Regions from separate parts of the Sus scrofa genome. Here region 2 is linked to region 1. The links are chromatin contacts, called in public Hi-C maps. All regions are on one chromosome and are shown on one strand. The core of a region is the stretch at or near the end of the contact, and the rest is flanking DNA. Distances in the headings are between cores, read along the strand shown. Region 1 overlaps PBX1 (pre-B-cell leukemia transcription factor 1). Region 2 overlaps PBX1 (pre-B-cell leukemia transcription factor 1).

Region 1 (7,114 bases), core at 1,169-3,668:
GTGGACCTTGGGCCAATTTTTATTACTATGGCACTAAATAAATGGAATGATTTATGAATAACTGTTACATTAAGTATGAGACACTGTGTTACTGAAAGACTTCTGGGTCCAGTTGCTGCCATCATGCCCCATTCCCTTCAGCCCATACGAAAGTCAGTGTCCAAGTGTTTCTCTAGGCTGTCTGCTGACCTGCGCCCACCCCACCCCTACCTCTGTTCTCTCTCCTCCAGCTCAAGCATGGTAACTAGCTTGACATGAGGACATTCACAGGTGGTCTGTGCTTCCCTGAGTAGGACTCAGGACTCTGCAAAGAGGGTGGACTTTGAAGAACTGGAGACTGGACTTTGAACTGTGTAAATCTGTGTCGATTTCAGCCTCTCTGAGCCAGTTTCCCCAAAAATGCATGTCCACGATCAATTTCTAAAGACTGATGTGAGGCTCAGATGAGATAATGTAGGTGAGGTCATATGGAAATTCTGGGTACGGTGTAAAGCTCTATGTCAGAAGAAGTATTCAGAAGTATTTTTTGCCACACTAGCTCCTGCTGTTTAGAAGATGGCTGGTTTTGCAGAGACATCACTTAACAACTGAGATCTTTACAAATGACCTAAGGAACCCTCTCTGTCCCGTCTGTGCTGATTATAGATAGAGTAAAATGACTTGCCCAGGATCACAGAGATCAACGTGGCAGACCAAGGCCATTAGTCTTAAAAAACAGTGCTTTTGCTGCCATAGCCACTCTTGATTGTGACATCACTGCCATCACTCAGAATTACCTCCTGTGCTCCTGTTACCTCCTGTTGCTCCTGTTGGTGGACATGCCCTCTCCTGAGTGACCAAGGCAGGCTGGAGCCATTCTTTTCTTTTCTCTGCCAGGCTTTGCTGCCTGGACGTCTTGTAGACGATGCCTGTGGCCTTTCTGCATCTCTGTGAATGCACCGCCCGCCAGGGCCTTCTGTAAGGTATGGCCAGGCAGCTATCCTACTTGCCCATCTCTGTTTCCTGCCATCACCTCTGGAGCCCATCACCACCTCTACCAGTTCACACTGCTTGCTCAGAAACTCTCTGTGCAGAATTTCTGTTGTGGCTCAGCGGAAACAAATAAGACTAGTATCCATGAGGATGTGGGTTCGATCCCTGGCCTCGCTCAGTGTTTTAAGGATTCAGTGTTGCCATGAGCTGCAGTGTAGGTCACAGACATGGTCCGGATCTGGCATTGCTGTGGCTGTGGCGTAGCCCAGCAGCTGCAGCTCCGATTGACCACTATTCTGGGAACTTCCATATGCTGCAGGTGTGGCCCTAAAAAGCAAAAAAAGAAAGATAGAAAGAAACTCTCTGTGCACAGTGCCTTTCTGAAGTCAAGTTCCACTACTGACATCCCTAAGTTCAAGTTTCCTTACTCAGATGTACCCTGAGTTTATCCCACAGACATGAGAGATATGCAGGGACGGACGTGAGGAGAGCTCTGGCTAGTGCCAGTGGCGCCCAGACATCCCCTCCTTCCAGACTGTGTGCCTGTTTGGCTGATCCCTTTCGAAGGCAAGGCCAGTGAAAAAGTAGGTACCTCTTGATCCTGTTGCCTTGAGATCCCAGCTTTGGCAGGAGGGCCACACTTCACCCCCAGGCCTCCTCTGAGCCCCCCTCCACCCCTCCCTCCACCTTCATCTTCCCTCTCCCTGAAAACCTTGAGGATTTAGAATACTTCCTGCCCACGTCTTCCACCAAGGGACCTCCAGGGGATTTCACAGTTTATTGCTTGTTTTCTTCAGGATTGGAATAGCTCCGACCAGCTACTATTTGAAAAGCATAGAAGTATTTTTTGCTTATTATCAAAAGGAGATCGGAGTTTTCCTGCAACTAAATGAGAACTTGATATCTTTCTTGGCCTAAGGGGTGTGAGTGTGTGTTTGTGTATGTTCACAGGCGGGGGTGTCCAGCCTTCCCTTCCTCCATCTCTGTCTCCTAGTAGCCAAAGCCCATGTTCTGAACCACACCAAGGAGGGCAGGCTGCCTTTCACCAAAGGCAGACGATCGATCATTAGCTTTCTTGCCTGCCTGTCTCTTGTTCCCTGTGTCCATAGGGCTCTCTGGTCTGTCCCTCTGTCTCCTGTCTGGTCTGTAGGCAGGGTTTGTTTTCTGGAGCACAGAACTCCCCAAACCTGACAATCGCTGCAGTCTTTCTGCCTTTTCTCTTAAACAGCTTTTTTAAAGCCCCCAGAGACCCTTAAAAAAAAAAAAAAAGAATGCAAATGGAAATTATACTGGAAGCTGAAATGAACATTGTTGTGAGTCATGCGATCCTGGCCACGCGGGGACAAACTATTTTTTATTTTGGGTAATATTTCTTCTTTGGCATTTATTACACCTCTGTTAAACACAGCTCATGTGACACAGTGTTACTCATAGGCAATCAGAGAAAAAGCTGAAAGTTGAGCCATCACTAGGGCAGGGCAACTTATTGTTAATAGCAGCCATTAAAGCTGAAAGGAAAAATTACCCATCTGCCCCCCCCACCCAGATCTGTCTGCCTGAGACCTACTCAGGCCCCCAGGCCGGAAGGGGGGCTGGGCAAGCCCGAGGGAAGGAGAATGGAATGTAGAAACCCGAGATCTGTGTTGGGCAAGGTAGGGCTGATTTCAAGTTTGGGCCCTACCCCAGGAATAAGGGAAAAACCCCACTGATCTCAGACATTCAAGTAACGTGTCTGTCTAATCACCCTTGTTCTTGACCCCTGCCCCCCACCGCCTCACTCTGGCCCAGGGCGCTAACCCAGAGGTCTTACTGCAAGATTCATTTGAGCTACAGATAGGAAACTCAACAGAAAGATGCCTGTAGCAGCAACACCTTCTAATTCTGCAACACTTTCCGCCACAGCCTGTAATTTATAACAGATTTCCTCTACCAAAATTCTTTGCCATAAGACCCTCGGGGTTCAGCAATGCATTTTTTTTTAAATTTTTTAAAAAATCTGTTTTTAAAAGAGCATATGGTTTAAAATCCTTTCAGACATTTAAAATCCTAGCCAAAGAGGCAACACCGTTACCCACTCTGACAAGCCGCTGTGACAGTAGGCTTGTTGATGGGGCCGTATAAGATGTCAGCTGGGAAAGGAGATTTGAGAGGGATTTGCAGAGTGTGTTGATAAAACTCACACCAGGTCTGGAAGGGAAAGGCATTGGCCCATTTTGTGGATAATGCTAACCCTCTCAGGTGCAAAGACTTATTTGGAAAGCTGTAAAAGAAACTGGATGTTGGAGTTCCCGTCGTGGTGCAGTGGAAACAAATCTGACTAGGAACCATGAGGTTGCGGGTTCGATCCCTGGCCTCACTCAGTAGGTTAATTATCTGGCGTTGCTGTGAGCTGTGGTGTAGGTCGCAGACTAGGCTCGGATCCCACATTGCTGTGGCTGTGGTGTGGGCCGGCAGCTGTAGCTCCAATTCAACCCCTAGCCTGGGAACCCCCATATGCCGCAGGTGCAGCCCTAGAAAGCAAAAAAAGAAAAGAAAAAAAAAGGAAAAGAAAAGAAACTGGATTGTGGCTTGGAGTATGGCCCCTGAACAGCCCCGCCCACCCTACTCGTCAAGAGCACTGGCATGGTGGGGCAGTAGTTTTTTTCAGCCCTGCACATTATTTGGAGATATTCGAATGAGTTTGAAAGGCCAGTTGGAGGGCCCCAGAATGACTCCTGGGACTGGCTAGAAGTCTGAGCCCAGCTAGCAATACTCAGCACTGAGAGCACACCAGGCTCAAGATAAGTGGTGGGACTGGTTAGAGAGGGAGGTGCCTGCCCACTCAGACCCGGAAAGGCATTTTGTACTCCAGGAGTCTGATTTCTCGGATTTGACCACATCCAAGTCTCTGGGCTCAGCCCTAAGTGTTCCTTGGCTATCAAAACGAATGTCAAGTCAGGTCAGCTAAACTCATCACTGAAGATATTCTTTTTTTTTTTTTTAATTTTTTAAAAATTCAAGTATAGTTGATTTACAATGTTGTGCTAATTTCTGCTGTACAGCAAAGTGACTCAATCACACACATACATACACACACACAGATACACATTCTTTTTCTCATATTATCTTCCATCATGTTTTATCATAAGTGATTGGATATATAGTTCCCTGTGCTGTATAGCAGGACCTCATTGCTTATCCATTCTAGATGTAATAGTTTGCATCTATAACCCCAAACTCCCCATCCACCCCCCCCACCCCCTTGGCAACCACAAGTCTGATCTCCATGTCTATGAGTCTGTTTCTGTTCTATAGAAGGTTCATTTGTGCCATATTTTAGATTCCACATGTAAGTGATATCAGATTGTATTTGTCTTTCTCTTTCTGACTTAATTTCATTTAGTATGAGAATCTCTGGTTGTATCCACATTGCTGCAAATGGCATTATTTCTTTTTTTATGGCTGAGTAGTGTGTGTGTGTGTGTAATCACGTCTTCTTAACGCATTCATCTGTTGATAGACATTTAGGTTCATTTAGGTTGTTTCCATGTCTTGGCTATTGTGAATTGTGCTTCTGTGAACATACATCTTTTTGAATTGCAGTTTTGTACAGATACATACATGGGCCAGGAGTGGAATTGCTGGATCATATAGTAGTTCTATTTTTAGTTTTCTAAGGAAACTCCATACCGTTTTTCACAGTGGTTATACCAATTTACATTCCTACCAACAGTGTGGGATGATTCCCTTAAAGATATTCTTGATAAAGCTTGGTTGCTTCTTGCCTTGGGTGGCTTTGTCCCACTAAGAGCTGTGGTTCTCAGCCTTTGTGTCAGCAGCATAATTTTGAATCCTAGAATTATTTTGGTCGTAACTTGGAATGAATGTTAAGCTCTTGGGGGATCTTTAGCACATGCTACTCATCAGATAGAGCTCTTTTTTTTCCCTGGTCTAGCTCTTAAATACAGTTACCACACACTGCCCTTGAAACCATGTTGTCTCTTATCGTCTCTCAGAGGATGGTTTGCACCCTGATCGATGGAACTGGGGGGACCCACCCAGCCCATCATTCACTTACAGACGATGCTGACGTGTGTCTCTCATGTGTACTGGCAGTTATTCTGTAGTCTGTTCACTTGTTTTAAATGTTTTTTTTATGCACTTATCGATTGTTGCTGAGTCTGACAGTTTGGGCTTCAAAATTCCCTATCAGAGACCAATGGAGTTAAAGATCTCTGCTGCGGGTGTTTCCACGCTGTGATTAAGTATGGAGAATGCTTTGCGGGGTGTGTCTTAAGGGAGAAGGATGGTGAGGAATAGGATGGGCCTGGCAGGCAGGTGGTCCATGCACATCTTTTACAACCTTTCACTGCGCACCCCCCCCACCCCCCAGTTTGCTGGTCCTGGCTCCTTCCTCACCTGTGCGTCATCTCTGGAAAGCATTCATGATGTAGCCGTGAGACACCTGCTAAGTGTATTGGAAATAATCAGGGGTTGGAAAAGCTTTGAAAAGCAAATACTGGAAAGAATTATTAGTTGAGGCAAGATTGGACTAGAGAGAAGCAAACCTTTTGCGGGGAGGAGCCAGGGGACCTGGCGCAGGTGAGCAGCACTTTCGCAGTGTTAGTGCCCTGGATCCAACCTTGAAAAGGAGGTCAAGAACTCAGGAGAGCCAGGAGTGATTTTTCTAGTATCCTTCATGCTCTTGGAGTCAGTTTCCTAAAATGTTATGTCCACTTTGGATCCTTTGATCTTTAAGAAACTTGAATAGGAGAAAAGAGTAGATGGAAAAATAGAGGAGAAATTTCACAGGGGGCTGTACTTCTTTATTCTTTCCAAGAGAAGGCTCTGGCTTGTGGCACTGCTTTCCATAGCAGGCTGCTGTGAAGACGATGTTAAGAAAAGTTCTTCACAAAGAAATGGCAGAGCAAAAGAAAATAAACTTAAAGGAAAATGTTTTCCTTTTTAAGTAAGGTCCAGGGTCCTTTGGGAAGCTTAAAAAAAAATTCAGAATTTTTTTGTCTCCTCTCATGGAACTGACGATAGAAAGATGTCCTTTTCTCAAGCTTGTCATTCAATGCTAGACTCTCAAGTGTGATGAGACGTCTCCGTGGCGGGAGAGATAGAAAAGGCAGCTCCTACCTGGTTTGGGCTGGTTTGGCATCTTCAGTGTTAGGACGGGGTACTTAAATTATTATCTTGGATTTCTGAGCCCCAGCACAAATTCCTTTGCAAGTCCTGCATCCGCCGTGCCCCCCGCCCCCCCCGGGTCCAGTAAATTGCCCAGTGCCACACCATAGCCCTCCCTGTGTTTCGAGACAGAGGGCTCCGTGCCACAGACACTGCTGAAGTGGCTTCTGTGACCAGGTGAGGGAGGCGTTTACCATTGGTTATGATTTAGAGGGATGTTATATTTTTAATGGACCTGCAAAATCAGTTCAAATGCAGTAACTTTTAAGACGTTCCAAAGACTGGAAGGGGTAGAGGGAAGATGCAGGTATCGGCTCTAATCTCATTTTTCTCCCTTGAGACTTGCTGTCCCCCGTTTCTCAGTTGCTATCTCCGAGTAATTACCATCGCCAGCATGTCCTGTCCGACCCCCGTAGGTACACCACATTGCGCCAACAACCCGGGGCCCTGCAGGAATATACAGTATCCTTTGCCAGTGTCGATCAGAGCTTGATTACACTTCACGGCTGTAATTCAAGCCTGCTAATCCTCCTCCACGTTAGGAAAAGAGGCCTGTTCTATTAGATAAGCTGATTACTGTCTGGTGTGTGCTTCATGCCTAGCCAGAGTTGTTTATATGTGGAATTATTGCTGGTTGGAGTCTGTGCTTTACTGCCCTGGGTAAGCTCACAGGCAGGGGTCCGGGGAACGGGTTTTACCTTGGATCTGGGAGGGGTGAGACATGGAGTCTGGATTACAGCTGCTGCTCCCTCACCCTCTACGCCCGTGGCTAAATATTTACTTTTCTTCCTTGTTAAGCGAAGGAACCCGATAAGATTTTAAGAGTCTGAGACTTTTGCCCTGTCAAAGGTCAAGATCGCTGCCCTGGACTTTTCCCGTTCTGATTAGGTTTACCCAGGGGTGGGATGTCTTGAGGCCCGAGGGAGGGAGGGACGGGGATGGGGTGGGGTCGGGGGTCGGGTGGCGGGGGGGC
Region 2 (7,114 bases), core at 3,152-5,651, 110 kb before region 1:
AGATGCCTAAGAGTCATTGGATTTTATTTTATTTTTTTATTTTTATTTTTATTTTTTTGTATTTTCTTGGGCCGCACCCATGGCATATGAAGTTTCCCAGGCTAGGGGTCTAATCGGAGCTGTAGCCACCGGCCTATGCCACAGCCACAGCAATGCCAGATCTGAGCTGCGTCTGCGACCTACACCACAGCTCACAGCTACGCCGGATCCTTAACCCACCAAGCAAGGCCAGGGATCGAACCCGCAACCTCGTGGTTCTCAGTCGGATTTGTTAACCACTGAGCCACGAAGGGAACTCCTCATTGGATTTTAAAATCAGAAGGGATTTCGGACTAAGGTCCTGCCATTCCCCCCCCCCCCCCCGCAAAATAACACTAAATAATAATTTAATAATTATTACCTTTTGTTGAGTCCTTATGTGCTGAGGTCCTTATTAGATTATTTTCACAGAAATACATTCAAGAATGGCATTAATTCTCCTTTTTCTCAGATGAATAAACTAAGGCTTAGAGATTTTATGTAACTGGTCTTTGTCACACTGTTTGCCTGGGTAGAGCTGAGATTTGAACCTGGATTTGCTTTTAAGCACTAGACTACACCCTAAAAAGAGAGGCTGAGATCGCATCTGTCTTGGGATGGTTCTGCCCCCACTGGTTAATTTTTTGCAAACGCTGCGGCTCTTCTGAAGGCTTTTTCAGGCCAACGGTGCCATCTTCATGAACCCTTGGCCTTGTGACACTTGCTTTTTCTTACTGATCTCATTTTGATCATCCCATGTGTCTGTCTTTAGTTCCTGTCTTTACATGCCGTTGAGCTAAGGCAAAAACAATGCAAATGTTTCAGCTAAGGTCCTTTCCCTATAGAAGTTTATAGCCTGAAAAAATAAATATTGGCAAAGCAATAACTCTGACTCTGATGGGACTGGAGAGTACAGTGAAGCAGAGGGCATTTGGGCCAAGACAGGAGCTTCGGGGCATGGCCATTGAGCTGTATCGCAGACCCTCTGGGTCACTACTCCAGCCTGAAGACTTCATATGGACAAGACCTCTGTCATGATTTGATAAGTAGTTTTCCAGTTACGCACAGGAGACCCTTGGCATTCAAGGATTTCGTATTTTTGTTTTCAACTATTAAAAAATGACCGCAAAAATATACATGGTATATAATCAGTGTAATTTTATTGAGGCACAGATTTGAATGATGTGTGCAGGAGTGAGTCAAGTAGCTGGTATGAGGGCCCAGCCAGCCACCAGCAGCCCCATCTCCATGAGTGGGATTCTCAGATGCAGGTGTTTCCAGAGGTCTTGGGGTAATAAGGCTTATGGTCAGTGCAGTTTATACTCCTGGCTTGTCTTAGTCTCAGGTGGTCCAGATAGTGAAATACCTGAGGCCAGCAGGCTGTCCCTCTGGCCATACACAGATGTCTGCCCCCCGCCCCCCCCGATTTTGGGCGTGGGTGGAGTGCTGTTTGCAGGTCTCTCCCTGATTGATAAGTCTTGTCTGTGGAAATAGTGATTGATGTCCATTTCCGTGTGCTTTTCCTAGGAGAACCCCACCCCCCCTTTACCTTTTGGTAGGGAACTGTGTCATCATTACCATCATCTGTCCCCAACCCTTTGCTACACGGTCCTGAACTTGCCTTTACAGGGCTCTGTGAAATCAAACACAAAGACTTCCACCCCAGAGGCTTTCCCGCCCCCACAGGAATCCTTTGTTGTTAACCTAAGCAGTTGGTAAAGGGATTGGTGTGCTGTGTCCATTTTCGCTTTTCCCCACCAAACCTGATTTTGTCTTGATTTGGGAGGGTTGGAGGCTCAGAGAGACTTTGCTTCTATGGGGAAAATCGGACAAATGTGTACAGATCTTGTCTCCCATGCCAGCATCCTCCTCCAGCCAGCCCACCTCCACCATGACTCATGGTTGCTTGATGGAGAAATGCATGGTCTCCCAACCCGGGCCCTGCTGGCCTGGGCCCTGAGGTGATCTTGAGGTAGGTGGAGATAACAGAGCCTCAGAGCCCTGACAGAAGCACCTGGCCACAGCCCCAAGATAATATTTGAAGTCCTTGTTCTGTTCTAGAGAGCATCAAAGTATAATGCACTCTCCCCCTTTCGCCTTACCTTCCCCAGACGCGGCCAACGCTTGACGTCTTTTTATCAGATGAGCTTGGCACTGCCAGGACGGGCTCCTCGCGCCAATGTGGCAGCAGCCACAGCCCCTCAGCTTGTTAGACTGAAAGAATGTGCCGTTTTAATTAATGATATGTAAATATCCTTGAATGGGCCGCATTTGCATATTAAGAGAGATTTGCGGAATCTGCGGAGTAATATATTTTAATTAAGGATTAATTAAAAATAATGGGAATTTCATTTCGCCTGGCAGAATCCGTTTAGATTTTAGCACACGTCTGCTTGGGAGTCTGGTAGGAAGGCTCTGTGTTACGATTCCTGCAGATGAGAGAGGCACTCCTGTGTTTATCATCTTGGAACCCCATTCTGGGGAGCAAAGGGAATATACAGGGGGGAACTTTTTCCTCTCGCCTTCTCCAGCACCCACCCCTCATCTTTCCTCCTCTTTGTGATTTTAGGGCTGTTTTGGTATTCTTTATGGTAAAGTAAGTAAATGGCTCTGAGACACGGAACACTAGTTGTGTTGGCAATTATGTTAATGGGATGCTATTAGGCTATGATTCTATATGAGCAATTGGGGAGAAGAAATGCCTTACTGAGAGAGAATGATACAACAGACGTCTGTCTTATTGATATAGCTCCAGTGGTGCTTTCTGCATAATTACACTCGGCCACTTTCTTTAGGTGGGGGAGAGGCCGCTGCATTAGGGAGTTGGGAGCAAGGGATTTGGGTAAGAGGTGCCCCCTAATAGATGCACAGAGGATATGGGGGGGCCGGGCTGACTCTTCTAGCAGATGAGGGTATGGCAGGTGAGCAAAACTTGTTTCACAGAAATCCTTATTCTCTTTCTATTTCTTCTCCCTGAGAATAAGTCGTCTCAAGTATGGACTGAGTTCAACTCCAGTACTCCTTTCCAGAAATGGAATTCTCTGGAATACACGCACTGCCGCTCTGACCTCCAGTCTGTGGGTCTATCGCCCCATCCTGTCCTAAGCTCACGCCACACATCCCTGTACTTGTAGGGAGTACGTTGCTGTATCCTCAGCCCTAAACACCTACTCACAGCCTCCCAGCCCTTCCTGCCACCCGATTGGCTTTTGCTGTGGATACAGCCCTGGGAGAGCTTTTCTTGGATCCTCGGGGTCTGGCCCTCTGCACACCCTTTCTCTGCTTCTGCTTCCCCAGATGCTGCCTCTGTGGAGACCAGACTACCAGCTTGCCCCCCCCCTTTTTTTTTTTGCTGGAGATCATTCTTGTACATTTGACTGCTTCAAGAGTACGAGGGCCCATAAGCAGTGGGCAGTCAGTGAGGAAGCTAGGCGCTGCCCTCAGGTGACCGGGGCCCCACGGCTGGGACTCCTGAGAACGGCCACAATGGAAAAAAGGCTTATTTGGTTTTCTTCCTTTACCGTAACACACCCTCAGGGAGATCCAGGGGAAATAGCCTCGGACCTCTTTGAGAGCTGATGGCCTGAGGCTTGCATCTTTAAAGCAAATTTCCGGATGGTTTTGATGATGGCTGATGCTGGGGAGGAACTTGGGGGCCAGGGATCTAGCAATTATGCTTCCCCACACACAATCCCTTTCCAGGAGAATCCCCTGGTGGAAAATTTCAGCACTTCCCCTGGAAGCCTTAACTCCGTTTTCCCCTTACTCTGATTAAAAAATATGTATGTCAGCTCTCCTTCTTCCCTGCCTCCCTGTGTGACTCCCGTAATTCATGAATTTGGGGGAAATCCACCTAGAAGCACTTGCTGTGATGGCCTTTCCTTGTAGGCATCCTGACGTCTCAATAGCCCGCTGACTGAAGGCATTCGGGGTCCGGATTGAAAGGAAGATGGGGTTGAGCTAAATTCATTGACACCGTGGAGCACGGGCGAGAGAGGGGCTTTCAGAGCGACAAAGCAACGCTGGGGCAGAAAAATGGAGTAGGGAGCAGAGCAGAGAGCGGGAACAGAAGGTGGAGGGTGAGGCGCCCTGTAGACCCAGGCTCGGGTGCGGGGTGAGACGGAGGGGGGCCGTGAACAAAGCGGGGGTGGGGGTGGGGGGGTAAGGAGGGAGTGTTCCCTTCCCGCCCGAGTCCGCGCGCCTGTGTGCACTTTCCAAAGGCAGCGGTGCCGTATCTAATGCAAATAGAGAAAATGCAGTTTCTGGTAAGTGTTCCCTAATAAATAACATCAAGTCTTCTTCCCTATCAGCCGGTGACATCCCGCATTTCTCTTCCCTCTGCGCCAGCCCAAGACATTTAATGATGTGGCGCTCCTTATGGGATGTGAGGCCCATGCTAATATCTCCACTCGCACAAAATGGTGGGAACGGATTCAGCCCGGCTCCATTATTCCGCACCGACAGAAATCACAAAATAAATGTACCTACATTCCAAAAACAGAGTGTCCTTTTCCTTTTGCTTTCTTTAAAAAAAAAAAAAAAAAAAAAAAAATTTAAGGCAGTTTAGTTACTCTTGGGTTTTTTTTTTTTTTTTTCTTCTTTCTTTTCATCATGTAGAAATTCGTCCAAGGCTAGTTCTTGGTCGCTGGAGGATTTCATTAACGGAATGAAGTAAAAATAATCAATTTCAGATGTTCCCCGTGTTTGTGGTAATGGTCTCTCGAACAATTCTGATTAGCCGGGGTGAGATGGAATTTTTCTTTTAAATGACTGCACGTTGACATTAAATACGGGCCAACTTTGGATGTGCGGGCATGCATGTGCCCGCACCCGGCGCTGGGACCCGAGGCTTCTGTTCATCCCTGCCCTCTGCCTTTGCTGCTTTACCAGCTTGCTTCATGTTTAATTTCCCCTGTCCCTCCATCAGTACAGTGTCGGAAAGGCTGTTCTCTGTCCTTTGGCTTTTTCCTCATAAGTCTGGGCCATTTCTGGGAACATGTGTGAAAGGCTGATTTTTTTTTTTTTTTTTTGTAAGTGGTGGGGGAGGGCAAGAGGCTGGTGAAATCTGCATTCAAATCAATAGAGAACCTTGTCGTCGTCGTGGGAGCAGAGGTTTTATGTTAGTGTGGGTGTCTGAATCCCGGTATATATTATCCTGGTATCTTTGCCAACCCAACTGGGAGCTCATCAGAAAGTGCTGGCTTGCCCATATGCCTTACCTTTCCTTTCTTCCCCAGACCCCTTGTACTTTCAAAGAACGAATAAATTAAACTGAAGAGTCCACAGTGGATTTTCCATTATTAATATGTTTCTTTTTATTTATTTTTCATGTATTTTTTTTCTGACTCGGGCTGTTTTCCTTTTTTTTTCTTTCTTTCTTTCTCTTTCCTTTTGCTCTTTCTTATTCCCCTGTTGACACACCAAGTATACAGCTCTGCCCCCCTCCCCCCATGAACACAGATAGCGATTTCTCTGCAGCCTGTGTGTGACTCTACCCAGACATCACAGATGTAAACACACCAGAGAGGGCCACCGCATGTGTGAATTGCTTGTACTTTTTCCCTTTGATAAGCTGTCATCTGTGGGCACTGCTCGGGGATTTGATCCCGCTGATCTTTCGACCTCGTGGAAGGCATTAAACACCCTCGCAGACCCTTTGCTCTGCTTCTGTCTCTGAACCTTTCACTCTCCTTTAATGAGAATTTCTCCTAATTATTTCAGTGGCTGCAGCAGAGGGACTGCAGTGTACTTAGATCTCAATACTGGGACGTGACTGTTATGCTGATAAAGGCAAGGGATCAATAATTTAGGCCCCAGCTTTAATGGCCGAGTGGAGAGCTTAAGTGTCTGCATTCAGGTTGAGCCTTAGAGGTTCTTGGAGTATTCATGATTTCCATAGGATTTTCTCCCTTTTTTCTTCAGCTCCAGCTGACCAATGTTCTTACACTTGCTGAATTGTATTAGTAAAAAGATATTGGCCTCATCTCTTTGAACTTATATCTGTATATCACATATATGTGCAGAGGCATGTCTATGCCTCTTGTGTGTACATTGGATTATTTGTAAATGTGAACACACAATTAAGCATGTATAGATTTCTATTTTTGTTCTTGTCTGGGCAGAATCCTCAGTCATATTGTTTTGGCTTTTGGGCTACCTGTGATTCTCGTTCTTTCTATATTCATCTGGTAAGTATGCAGGTACTTCAAAGGCAAGGGTATAAGTTTTTTTTTGTTTTTTTTTCTTTTAGTCTATAATTTTCCCCGATGTCTTAAAGCTATGGTTGTGCTCGATGGAAAGGGTCAACACCTCACTCGCTCATGAATATGAGTATGTATGGAATACAATTCCAAGTTCTTACACAGGGTCCTTTTCTGAGGAATTCCAGCCAATCCATTTGAGCCCCAGCAAATTCATACAATAGATACCTACTAACCAGACAGATAAATGCTGGGAAAATGATCCTAATAGAGGACATATTTTATATTAAAGTTGAAAAGGAGGGAAAAAAACATGGTACAGTTAAAGGATCTTCTTGGAAGATTAGCCACCGGTTGTTGAATCTCCAGTAATATAAGGCTTTACATACATGTTCAGTGCTGTCCTCAGAGGCTCAGAGTGGGGTGGGGAGAACCTGAAACGGGAGTATAACTTGCCCTCTGAGAAAGTCCAAACTCTGAGGGTCACGGTTTCTCTACACTTTTCTTATCCAGCCTTTCTGGCACTTTTTGTTCTGGAAAAGGACCTGACATTTGTAAGTTGCCTTAAGACACTAAATTCCTGTCAATCTGCTTATATTTTGATATTATAAACTCAATAGAGAGAGCATTTCTTTCAGCTATAAACTTCCCAGCTGGATGGAGCTTTTAAGGGAAGCAGTGTGATTTCATTCTGATTTCTCAGCTTGCGTCGCACCCTGCCACTAGGGGGCGAAGAGACAGACTTGTGGTTTGCAAGGTCCCTGGAGGACTGTCTTGTTCAGTACAGCAAAAGCACAGCTATGGGGAAACATGTAAGGAAAGATCAGAGAGAGGCTTGAATAACTATGGAGGTTTTACATATTGGGAACCTGGGGCACAGAGATGTAGTGATTCTG

Evidence for each region. Hi-C and Micro-C count contacts between places; a contact is called where the count stands out from the background.
Region 2: a Hi-C map of retroperitoneal adipose tissue shows a contact between it and region 1, with 1.6 times the contacts expected there. The contact joins two enhancer-like sites. A contact is called at or near these places in 5 of 47 Hi-C or Micro-C datasets (embryonic fibroblasts, omental adipose tissue, retroperitoneal adipose tissue and 1 more).

What each region holds. Positions count from the first base shown.
Region 1 is chr4:85,942,030-85,949,143 of Sscrofa11.1, reverse strand. All of the region lies in intron 2 of PBX1 (pre-B-cell leukemia transcription factor 1), which reads left to right. Among named protein-coding and RNA genes, the nearest start is that of PBX1, 220 kb to the left of the region's middle. Within about 2 kb of position 2,418, at least 28 of the 83 cell types and tissues checked have an H3K27ac peak or open chromatin away from gene starts, as enhancers often do. A contact at or near this core is called in retroperitoneal adipose tissue, where this site is marked.
Region 2 is chr4:86,054,863-86,061,976 of Sscrofa11.1, reverse strand. The region is part of intron 2 of PBX1 (pre-B-cell leukemia transcription factor 1); the gene reads left to right. Among named protein-coding and RNA genes, the nearest start is that of PBX1, 110 kb to the left of the region's middle. Within about 2 kb of position 4,401, at least 11 of the 83 cell types and tissues checked have an H3K27ac peak or open chromatin away from gene starts, as enhancers often do. A contact at or near this core is called in retroperitoneal adipose tissue, where this site is marked.